2 separate regions of the Acanthopagrus latus genome follow, and region 2 is linked to region 1. A link is a contact called in public Hi-C data. All regions are on one chromosome and are shown on one strand. The core of a region is the stretch at or near the end of the contact, and the rest is flanking DNA. Distances in the headings are between cores, read along the strand shown. Region 1 holds the start of LOC119020396 (tripartite motif-containing protein 16-like). Region 2 holds the start of LOC119021272.

Region 1 (6,069 bases), core at 1,360-3,859:
AATCAGACGAGCCTTCAGATTAGCATGGTAAGAAACCGTGTGTGTGTGTGTGTGTGTGTGTGTGTGTGCGTACCTGGTATCTTCAGACTGAGGTCACACACACTCCCAACACTGGCGACAGACGCCGCCCTCTGTCGTCGGGTGATGCTCTCTCGGATTCGACCCTCTCCAGTCACCCGCACTGTGAACGGACTTCCTGTTGACACACACACCTGAAATTATTTGTCTGAAAACACACAAACACACACTCCTCCCTCATTAAATGACTGTATGTATGAATATGCAGACACTTTTAGTTACGAAAGTTTAGTTTTAGAAAAAATCATGTTTATAATACTTTTCCACAAACGGTGGAATAAATGTTGTTTTGTTTTTAACCTGGGACGTGTTCCTCAGCGAAGCGGATTGAGACGATGTAGTTTCCTGGTTCAGTGGGACAGTAGATGACTCTACACGTCCCGTCCTCAATGTCTTCTGTCTGGATGTCCACCTTACTGGGACCTTCGATAGCCAGAGCCAGACCGCCATAACCTACACACGCATAGATACACAGTTCATATTATTATCGGAAATACTATAGTTCAGACTTTAGTGGACATTCACATGAAGGTTTCCAGTCGAACAACAACTTGGAAAGTCTGGGAAAAGTTTGGTACACGAGTAAACATCAGGTTGATGGGAGAAGCTTTTACCAAAGTCACAGAATAGTTATAAAAATAACTTTAAATAATTAATCACAGCTGTTGAGAGTGAAGATCTGCACACTGACCGGCCTCCCGCGTGTCGACCACGAAGCTGGAGTTGTTGAAGGTGGTTCCCTGGACGAGGCCGTCGCCGTGGACTTTGACCAGGCTGGCGTCTCCGATCTCAGACTGGACGACCATGATGGTGATGGGACTGTTGGGGATGTGACGGCCGTTCTTCAGGATGCTGACCTTGTGTTCGCCCACCTCCCGCGGGATGAAGGAGATACCTGGGAGGAGGAAGAGGGAGGTGGTGAGATAGATAGGTAGAGATACTAATAGTTGCCTGAAGAGACGAGGGAAAGCAAGGATGAAAAGAGTGACAGGGCGTGTATTTATTCGTGTGTGTGTGTGTGTTACCGATGTGGTTGTTGGCCATCCTCTTCAGCAGGCAGGGCTCGTCACGGCCCGATGGCGCCTGGATGCTGGCGGTCAGCAGGCTCAGATCCGTCTCGTTGATGTCCAGAGAGAAATCTGCTGCAGAGCCCAGTTTGACCTGAGAGCGTCGCTGGTTGTCCTCTGAGAGACACAAAAAAAAAAAAAACAACACACAAAAAGTAAGACAGCACATCACAGACACATTAAGTCTGTGAAATCTACCTTTTGATCAATATCTGACTTCAGCTGCATGTGCTGATATTTATCACACTGATCAAAAAAGTCCAAAATGGAGAGAATCAGAACTAACTGGAGAAAATCACTCGGCTTCGCCTGCTGAGTTTGACAGATCCTGATGCGTCTCCTGTGATCAACTCATTAAATATGTGGCCATTGCTGCGTGGACCGAAGCCTCAGGTTGTTCCTCCCCTTACAACTTTAATTCTTAAGGATATTTCAGAAAAATATGCAAGGGGTGAAATAATCCAAAACCAGCTGCTACAGCATTTATCTAAGTCGTTCACAGAGATGTTGTAACTTTTTGGTTGCTGTTTATTTGTCCAGATCTTTCAGGCATAATAGGTTGAAGCCTGAACCTGTTTGGTCAATAAAATATTTGAACTATTGTTTTCTACTGTTTTATGATATTTTATATAATTGTACTTTTTTGTTTGACAGACTGATATAAATTGCAGTGATCCACATTTTTTTGGGTTTATTAATCATCAATAATGTTTGTCTGAGTGTCTCACCGGTGATCTTGGCCATGAACGGGCTGCCGGCGATGTGATCGCTGTTGTATTTGACCAGAATGTTGTAATCTCCGGGCAGCGTCGGCAGGTAGGTGACGCTGCAGGTCCCGTCCTTGTTGTCCACGCAGCTGATCTCTGCTTTGGATGGACCCTCGATGGCCAAGTCCAGACCCCCTGGATGGACAACAAACAGACGGACAGGATGCATTTGAATCAGGACGTTTTCACTCATTTCCTAAAATATCGCCTCAGACCACCAGCTCTGCTCCTCCTCCTGCAGCTGACGTACCTTCAGAGGCGTCATCTGTGAAGACTGTGAACGAGGCCATCTTGTTGGCGACGCCGTAGCTCAGACCAGGACCGTAGGCTGTGACACTGGGACTACTGGCGTGGTTCACATAGAACTGAAGAGGAGACTCTGCAACACACAAGCACACACACGCAATATCAGTACAACAGAGACATTAAAACAACAGGTGGAGTTTTTTTAAAAGTTCAGAGGCTGCAGTTCTGGTTCTGGACACCAGGTGCCCCCCTTTCACCTAATTCAGTTCACAAGTCAGTGTGTGTGTGTCGTGTGCTGACCTGGGATGTGTGTGCCGTTGTACTTGATGTGCATCTCGTGCAGGCCGGCCTCAGTAGGAGAGTACTGCACTGTGACCGTCCCGTCCAGGTTGTCTGTGATCAGCGGCTGGGCTGATTTACCTGAAGGCATCAGCACCTCACCTGAGAGAGAGTCAGAGAGACGGAGACAGACGTTCGTTGTGTTCGTACACTTCCATTTGACTTTTCTGTTATTTATTCATGTATTATTAGATTGATTCATGTTTTGTTTAGCGCGTGCTTTGAATGCAAAGACAGACAAAGACTCTCTACTACTTATTTTAAAAATATTAAGATGGCACTTTTTTGACCTGTGACCTACATTTTGACTTTAGTTCTTACATTCTACAGAGTTACAGAGCTAGTTTGAACTGAGAATTTGTTGTAAATGAGCACAGAAAGTTTAGATTCACAGAGCTGTTCCTCTTCCTGGAGCGATTCCAAGCTTCATAACTCCTCCCCTCCTCTGTCTTCCTGCTCTCACACACAGCGAGCTCCTCTCTCTTGTGCACACATAGTTCTTTGTTCCCTCCCCTTCAGATCTACAGTTGACGTTGGGTGTAACCAGCATGTGTCAAAGTGCAGGCTGCATTCCCTGCAGACACACATGCTGCTTAGATCAGAGCTCAAACTAGTTTAGGCTCGAAGAAAGTGAAACTCAAGAGAGGTGTTGCCACCGAGCGGTAAAATGTCTCACAAAGGATTTCGGCTGGACCTGAAAACGTTCTCTTGTTCGCTCTGTCTGGATCTGCTGAGGGATCCGGTGACGACTGCCTGCGGACACAGCTACTGCATGAACTGTATTCACAGCTTCTGGGATGAGGAGGATGAGAAGAAAACCCACAGCTGCCCTCAGTGTGGGCAGACTTTCACAACAAGGCCTGTCCTGCTGAGAAGCACCGTGTTGGCGGTTTTAGCGGAGGAGCTGAAGAAGATCGGACTCAAAGCTGCTCCTGCTGATCACAGCAATGCTGCACCTGAAGATGTGGCCTGTGATTTCTGCACTGGGAGGAAACTGAGAGCCATCGAATCCTGTCTGGTCTCTTACTGCGAGAAACACTGCAAGCCTCATTACGAATCTTCTGCTTTTGAGAAACACAAGTTTGTGGAGCCGTTCAGGAAGCTCCAGCAGAACATCTGCCCTCGTCATGATGAGGTGATGACGATGTTCTGCCGTACTGATCAGCAGTGTATCTGTTATCTCTGCTCTAACGAAGAACATAAAGGCCACGACACAGTGTCAGCTGCAGTAGAGAGGACTGAGAGGCAGCGAGAGCTGGAGGGGAGTCGACACAACGTCCAGCAGAGAATCCAGGACAGAGAGGAAGATGTGAAGCTGCTTCAACAGGAGGTGGAGGCCATCAATCGCTCTGCTGATGAAGCAGTGGAGGACAGTGAGAGGATCTTCGCCGAGCTGATCCGTCTCATGGAGAAAAGACGCTCTGATGTGAAGCGGCAGGTCAGATCCCAGCAGGAAACTGAAGTGAGTCGAGTCAAAGAGCTTCAGGAGAAGCTGGAGCAGGAGATCACTGAGCTGAAGAGGAAAGACGCTGAGCTGAAGAAGCTCTCACACACAGAGGATCACAACCAGTTTCTACACAACTACCCCTCACTGTCAGCACTCAGTGAGTCTGCACACTTGTATCTAAATATCCGTCACCTGAAGTACTTTGAGGACGTGACGGCTGCTGTGTCAGAGGTCAGAGACAAACTACAGGACGTCCTGAGAGAGATGAGGACAAACATCTCACTGACAGTGACTGAAGTGGATGTTCTGCTGCCACAACCGGAGCCAAAGACCAGAGCTGGATTCTTAAAATATGCACGTGAACTAACCCTGGATCCAAACACCGCATACACACATCTGTTATTATCTGAAGGGGACAGAAAAGCAACATTCATGAGTCAAAAACAGTCTTATTCTGATCACCCAGACAGATTCACTGTGTGGGAGCAGGTCCTGAGCCGAGAGAGTCTGACTGGACGCTGTTACTGGGAGGTGGAGAGGAGAGGAGGAGGAGTCGGCGTCGCAGTCGCATACAAGAATATCAGCCGAGCAGGAAGCTCGAATGAATGTGGATTTGGACACAATGACAAATCGTGGGCGATGTATTTTGACCAAAAATGTTTTCAGTTCTGTTACGACGACATCACAACGTCCTTCTCAGGTCCTCAGCCCTCCAGAGTTGGAGTGTACCTGGATCACGGTGCAGGTATTCTGTCCTTCTACAGCGTCTCTGAAACCGTGACTCTCCTCCACAGAGTCCACACCACATTCACTCAGCCTCTCCATGCTGGACTCAATCCCTATTTTATCGGAGACACTGCTGAGTTCTGCAAACTCACGTAGACGGAAGTGATTTAAACGCACGGTCAGTAATTTTTGCCTCTAGCAGGGTGGCAGCGTGGGCTCATGGGAGATTTTGTCCTCATTGTTTAACAACCGCCACTGCTGATTCCATGTAACTGGCAAAAATGTTCACAGATGGACAGTTTTAAAGTTTTATTCATTCTAAGGGTGTCTTCAGCGCTCTATTACTAACTCATTTTATATTTTATTTATATGGCACCTTTCAAACCTAAATTACAAAGTGCTTCATAAAACTGATAAGAGGTCAGTGCAGAGATAGAAACCGGAAGAATGATGAGAATTAAAGTTTTTCTGTGTCCCAACACACGAGACAAAATATGTTGTCAGCAAAACTCAAAGTGATTTTCTTTATTGTAACCCAATATAAGAAGATGAAAGATGTTGTTTCGTGTCTGTATCTGTGTGGCTCCATGTGTTGGTTCTTATTCTAAATTAAAATGTTCTGGTGGCGTTTGTTATTTGCTTTACTAAATCTAAAATCATCAGCTCCTCACCGGTGATCTCTCCCTTCCTGAAGGCGAACGGTATCACCATGTCGAACGGTCTGAAGCCGCTTCCGTTGACGCTGCTGCCGACTGGCTTGTAGTTGTCTGTTGTCACCTGGAGAAGACACACAGAGAGACAGGCAGAGTTTAACGCGTCTGTTCAGCGCTAAAAACAACTTCCTGTCGGCCTCGGCGACCTGCATAAGAAACATGCTGCTGCCGCCGCTGCATCCCAGCCCCGCCCACACAGAGGCATCCTGGGAGGTGTAGTGCGATGGAGCAGGAAGGAGGAGGAAGGAAAAAGGATGATGAGGTGATTCGGTGATGCAGCCGCAGCGATGAAGAGTGCACACCCGTAACCATAGCAACACCTTCTGCAACAGGTCTCACGGAACACCTGTTTTTTTTTTTTGTTTTTTTTTTAATTTTCATTTTTTTCATTCATGTTGTTGCACTGCTAGATGTTTTTTGCTGTGATCTCATTGGCCGAGACAAAAAGAGAAGCGATGACATGGAGGAGGCAAAGCGGTCGAGCGAGGACACTTTAGAATGGAGAGAGAGAGAGAGAGAGAGAGGTCGAGTTTTTTAACCAGCGGCCATTCATCTGCAAGAGAGAGGAGCGGTGTGTGTGTGTGTGTGTGTGTTGTTATGTTAAAGGGTAATTTCACCAATCACATATGTGGCATGTTCAAATTAATGTGTGTGTACAAGAGCATGTAAGCTTGTGTATATTATTT
Region 2 (6,069 bases), core at 1,984-4,483, 140 kb after region 1:
GAAGGACTACAGTTTTACTAAAAGGAGCCAGAAGAGGTGTTACAGAGAAAACAGTGGCTATAAATTGCTCTGTATTGTTTCACATGATGGCCTATTGGGGTTTTTGTAAGCACATTCAAAAATTGTTATCACATTCTTATGTTAAACTTATTGTAACTTGAAGCTTTTTGGATTATATTATCACTGCTGATTGTCTTTCATGACATTGTTTTGCTTTTCAAGTATTATAATAAATTCACACAGCAGCCATTCTGAATATTTGGGATTTTTTTTCTGTCTAGAAGACGAGCTAACTCTGCACTTAACAGCATCTTCATGTCACAGTTTTAAGTGGAAAAACACACTAAATCAAATTGACTACAAGAATCAAGAAGAATATAGGTTCTAGTAGCTAGTGTTAGCTCACACTGGGTTAACATTAGCTAAGTCTTGTGCTGTAGAGAGCAGCTGGTTAGCTTTACAGCTACCTGTTAGAATAGCTGTTAAAATAAAACCATGTGTTCTTTTATTCAGAGTAGTTTCTGACCAAATTATCAAGAAGGCTGCTGTGAGAATAACGTCAGAGGGAATTTTTCATTCAACATTTCAGGTTTGGCGAGGTCCTTGATTGTATATTTTTAAAAAATTATTGTTTGACTTATTTTCTGTTTCTGCACTGACAGTAACAGCTGACATGACTTCAACCATGGTGGTTATTTTTGTCATTAAACAAACAGCTTCCATTTTGATGAATGGGTTTGCGTGTTTTATACGATTGTGATTGTGAAAAACTGCACAGATTCTTAAATCATGTTAGCTACTTGGACATAATGTTGATATATCATGATTTTTTTAAGTTCCCATGAAACGATTGATAGAATGCTAGTTGTTTTAGCATAGTTACGTGTTTCCCTGTATAAACTTTAGTAACAAGTAAAGTTATCTGTCCAAGGTTTCTTACTGTAGAGCAGGAGAGGGAAAACCAGATCAGTGAATCAGTGAATTAAGTTGTGTTCTTGTACAGTAATCTGTGAAGTTTGCCCCCTAACAACACATTTCTCTGACAACATTTTTCTTTCTATACATCCATGGCTGCATCATAAAGTAAAGTAAGTATTTATTATACGAAAAATGAACATGAGAACATCTAGAGCATGATGAGTCATCAACATTTTTATGGTTTTCCAGGAAGTTACAAACTCCTGTAGAACAGTAAAGCTTATTTACACTAATCAAAAATGACACCACAAATTAGTCAATGTGTGGGAAACACTGAATCACATACGTTCATCAGAACAGCAATGTCTGAATTTCATTAATGACTAATTAGTGATTGGATAAATGCTCAAATGATTATTCTCGTTAAGGAAATCATGATGAAGATCCAGCCTCTCACACACATGTTGTATGTTTCATTAAAGCTGATCTATAATTGCTTCTTCTCTCTCTCAGCATTAACAAATTTTCTGTTCTTCCTCCCTCCCTTTGGTTGACGGCCTCTCCTCCTGCCGCTGATCTGCTGTTTTGCCTGCCACTCATAGACGTCCTCCAACAGCGTGTTTCCACTGGGAGTGTAGTTGATGGAGGACCAGGTGAGGACAGAGCCGCGGTACGGCCTAAAATAACAAAAAAAAATAGTTATAAACATCATAAAAATAAATATAGGAAATGACATTTGATGGTAAAATTACATTGTGTTTTATCGTGTCAATCATTATTCTCTCATCATCAATTCCTCTCATGTGATTTTCTCACTGTCCTTTACTGCTTTTATTTGTTTATTTCTCAAAACTAGATCTCTGTGTCACTAATGCGACTGCTTTATAATAAGTCTTTAAGACAACAGTACAACAGTTTCACACCTAAAACACACACACACACACACACACATACCCGTAGACACCGTTGGTCATGTACTTGAAGACTTCTCTGTAGCTGAGAGGATAATCCCACATCTGGACGTCTGTCACCTGACCGTCAAAACCTTCAAATTGAATTACAGGCTCACCTGACCAGACATACTGAACACACACACATGCAGTAGATGTATGTTAGAGACATGATGAAGATAAAAGACACTAAACTGTCTGTAGACCTGTAGACAAAATCATTTTCAGACATGGAATATTGCAGGATTCATCTGTTGGTTCAGTATGCACTCCTCTGTTCTCACCTGATAACGTATCAACTTCCTGATGCTGATGTTGGAGCCGCTAAACACCTGAGCCACATTCTTTGTGGAGTCCAAGGTGAAGCAGAATCTGCTCCAGATGTCCGGTCCGATGGTTGACCAGAACCTTATGCTAGGTTTCATGTACAGTGTGTTGTAACTGTATTGGTTAAAGTTTAGTGTATAAACACCAAGTTGATCAACGTTCACCAGCAGAGGGGTACTGGATGGACTGAGTGTGAAGATTCTGGGGTTACTTGTTTGTCCAAAGTCAATGAGGTAACGCAGACACACCGACACACCTGCAGGGATCAGCGGACATAAGTAACTGACCATTTCTAGTTGACACAATAATAAACAAACTTGAAATGCAGCCAGTTGTTATTCAGATATGATCTAGAATTTAAATTCTATCATCTTATCTCATCTTATAGCTGCACGTCTTAACAGGAGAAATACATCTGAGAGCAAATCTGAACATTAAAATGTAATTTTGATTTCATATCCTGACATTGCGTTTCTGTTTGGTTATGAGGACTAGTTTGTGGTTAGACTTACTTCTAGTAGTAGGTGCTGTGGTCCAGGGATAGGAGGTGGAGGTGGGTATGTCAGTGGTGATGTAGTAAGTAGTGGAAGGGGTGGGGGAAAAATAGGGTGGATAGAATGAAATTCCTCCTTCATATTGAGACAAAGTGAACATCTTCCCCTTTAAATTCATTCCTTGAGGTCCTGCAGAAAGAGAAAGGGAGAGATAACACAGAAACCAGTTGTCATTTTAACTAGCAAGCTCAAAACCTCACACACACAATAACATTCACCTTGTCACACAGTGTGAGTTCATTTGGCGTGTGTGCTCACCCGGCGTCGTCCAACTTGTCGTTTTGAATTCTGCGTTCACCGGTGCTGACATCACTGCCACCACCAGAAGAGCATGAACCAGCTTCATCTTCATCCTCGCTCGGCCGATCAGAGTCTCTGCAAAAGTGTCTGTGTGTCCTCACTGTGTGAGAGTGTATGTCTGTCTGCTGGCTGCACTTCCTTCCTACTCTCACTTGTTGGTTCAGACATGAGCAGCCGCATTAGGTTTCATTTCTGTGTAAAGACACTCCCCCAGCCTGTCCCTGATTCATTTACACTCCCCTTTGCTCTCCCAGCAGTGTTGCACAATAACAGTCTAGTCTTTTACATTCACGCTTGTACTTACTTATATATTTGAACAGTTTTTAATTACTCAAGAATTGCTTTCTCTTATTCCTGGACTCTTATGTAAGATTACCCTTAAACACCTATCACAATCTGACCCAAAGTAAATTCAAAGCTATTGTTGAACTATTTGGAGTACATGCATAGTTTTTGTTGAATAGCACTGTATTTCCACATTTATGCTAATGTTATGCATATGAAATAGTCAAAAACAAGTGCTTAGGTGGCAAACAGCCTATTCAATTAGCAAAATGCATAAAAAAAATACATAAACCTGCAGAATTTCCAAGTTTGGGGTTTTAAAAACTGATATATATGTTACTGAATTTGAAATCTCATTGATGACATTTTGACATATTACCTGTAGGCTGGTGTGTAAGTGACTCAGGAGAGGTGATAAAGAAAACTGCGGGTGTCTTGTCCACATAATAGCTCATTGGCTGTTGTAGACTTTAAGGCGCGCATAGAAACTTTTATCTCAATCTCAGGATCTCAGGTGTGAATGGATTATGGTGTTTGCTGTGACATGAGAAGAGTCTTTTTGCAGATTAAAGGATGAAAACACATATTAGAGTAATGCTAATAAACTTTATTCATGGCACTAGCTAATTTTCTGATATATGCAGCTCAACATGATTTATAAAAAGCCACAACAACCATGTTGACTTTTGTTAAATTTATAAAGGTTAATGTATCAATCATCCAGAGGCTGGTGTGTAAGTGGTACAGGACAGGAGAGGACAAAGAGAGTGGGTCCTCTGTCTACATGATCACTCTTTGGCTGTTGTAGGCTCTAGACATAGAAGCTCAAAAATATTCTTCTTTTTCTTCTTCTTATTCTTATATATCATAATCATAGTAAACTTGATTCATAGCCCCAGCCACCTTTCTCAAAAGGTATGCACCACAAAGGAGTTTCAGGACCATCTGCAGTACTGAAGGTTGCCGTGCTACAATCTGAACAGTAAAGCCAAAATCAGTCAAATTAGCTAGGTGATATATTATTTCTACCCCTAAAGAGTGTGATATCCATCTTCAGTTAGTAAAAGCTTAACACACGTTAGAATGACACAAAATGTTGTTGGCACATTGGGGGTTTTGGCCTAAACTTTAGGAAACAAAGGAAATATAATCACACACGTTTATCAGATCAGCAATGTTTCAGTTTCATTAATGATTAATTATTGATTGGATAAATGCTCAAATGATCGTTCTTGTGGAAGAAATCACAGCTGAAGATCATACAGCTTTTCACACACATTCTGTATGTTTCATTAAAGCAGATCTCTTATTCCCTCTTCTCTTTCCACCACATTAACAAACTTTCTGTTCTTCCTCCCTCCCTTTGGTCGACGGCCTCTCCTCCTGCCGCTGATCTGCTGTTTCGCCTCCCACTCATAGACGTCCTCCAACAGCGTGTTTCCACTGGGAGTGTAGTTGATGGAGGACCAGGTGAGGACAGAGCCGTGGTGCGGCCTAAAATAACAAAAAAAATAGTTATAAACATAATAATAATATATAGGAAATTACATTTAATGGTAAAATTACATTGTGTTTTATCATGTCAATCATTATTCTCTCATCATCAATTCCTCTCATGTGGTTTTCTCACCGTCCTTTACTGCTTTTATTTGTTTATTTATCAAAACTAGATTTCTGTGTCACTAATGCGACTTCTGGCTGTGTCGTCTTTATAATTAGTTTTTAAGGCAAAGAGATACTTTAATTGTTTGTACAACAGTTTCACACCTCAAACACACACATACCCGTAGACACCGTTGTTCATGTACTTGAAGACTTCTCTATAGCTGAGAGGATAATCCCACATCTGGACGTCTGTCAACTGACCGTCAAAACCTGGAAATTCAATCACAGGCTCACCTGACCAGACATACTGAACACACACACACAAACACACACACACAGCAGATATATATTAGAGACATGATGAAGATAAGATTTAAGACACTAAACTGTCTGTAGACCTGTAGTCAAAGCCATTTTCAGTCATGGAACATTGCAGGATTCATCTGTCTGTCAAGTCTGATTATCAGACTATAGCTACAAAAATGCTGAACAAGATGAATTTGGTTCAGTATGCACTCCTCTGTTCTCACCTGATAAGGTAACAACATCCTGATGCTGATGTTGGAGCCGCTAAACGCCTGGGCCACGTTCTTCATGGAGTCCAAGGTGAAACAGACTCTGCTCCAGATGTCCGGTCCAATGTTTGACCAGAATCTTATGCTAGGTTTCATGTACAGTGTGTTGTAACCGTATGAGTTAAACCTTAGTGTATAATAACCAAGTTGATTGACGGTCACCTGCAGCGGCATCCTGGATGGACTGACTGTGAAGAGTCTATTTTCTACAGTGTTGGTGAGGTAACGCAGACACACCGACACACCTGCAGGGATCAGTGGACATAAGTAACTGACCATTTCTAGTTGACAAAATAAAAAACAAACTCATTACCACAGTTGTATGTTATTTAAGAATATGAATAACAAGGGATAATTTGTAAAGCAGCTGCTATCAGGGTTCAGTCCCACAGAGCCCCTTTAAACAAGGGCTTCATTTGTCTTAGCATAACTATAACTTCCAGATATACTGCACACTTAAAGCAGCTAAAGGGTGCTTTAATCTTGTGTTGATTCTGGTGATCCCTTGTGAACAGTAAGTGTAGTGTTCCCACCACCTTGTGTCATAAAAATCTT

The links. A called contact is a pair of places that touch in the nucleus more often than the background predicts.
Region 2: a contact with region 1 is called in a Hi-C map of liver, with 2.5 times the contacts expected there. The contact joins the promoter of LOC119021272 here to the promoter of LOC119020396 in region 1. A contact is called at or near these places in 2 of 4 Hi-C or Micro-C datasets (liver and muscle).

The regions. Positions count from the first base shown.
Region 1 is chr6:5,017,826-5,023,894 of fAcaLat1.1, forward strand. LOC119020396 (tripartite motif-containing protein 16-like) reads left to right here and starts at 2,610. Exons shown (of 1, transcript XM_037099668.1): 1 at 2,610-5,328. The coding sequence starts at 3,165. The coding sequence ends at 4,826. LOC119020389 (filamin-B) reads right to left here. Exons shown (of 48, transcript XM_037099644.1): 33 at 5,342-5,447; 34 at 2,459-2,599; 35 at 2,163-2,291; 36 at 1,874-2,047; 37 at 1,104-1,262; 38 at 770-973; 39 at 379-531; 40 at 74-196.
Region 2 is chr6:5,159,937-5,166,005 of fAcaLat1.1, forward strand. LOC119021272 reads right to left here and starts at 3,234. Exons shown (of 5, transcript XM_037101460.1): 1 at 3,008-3,234; 2 at 2,708-2,878; 3 at 2,153-2,451; 4 at 1,873-2,000; 5 at 1,080-1,595. The coding sequence starts at 3,101. The coding sequence ends at 1,406. LOC119020367 (mucin-5AC-like) reads right to left here. Exons shown (of 5, transcript XM_037099612.1): 3 at 5,470-5,759; 4 at 5,119-5,246; 5 at 3,927-4,828. The coding sequence ends at 4,627. It overlaps dennd6aa (DENN/MADD domain containing 6Aa), which reads left to right. Exons shown (of 19, transcript XM_037101459.1): 19 at 1-728.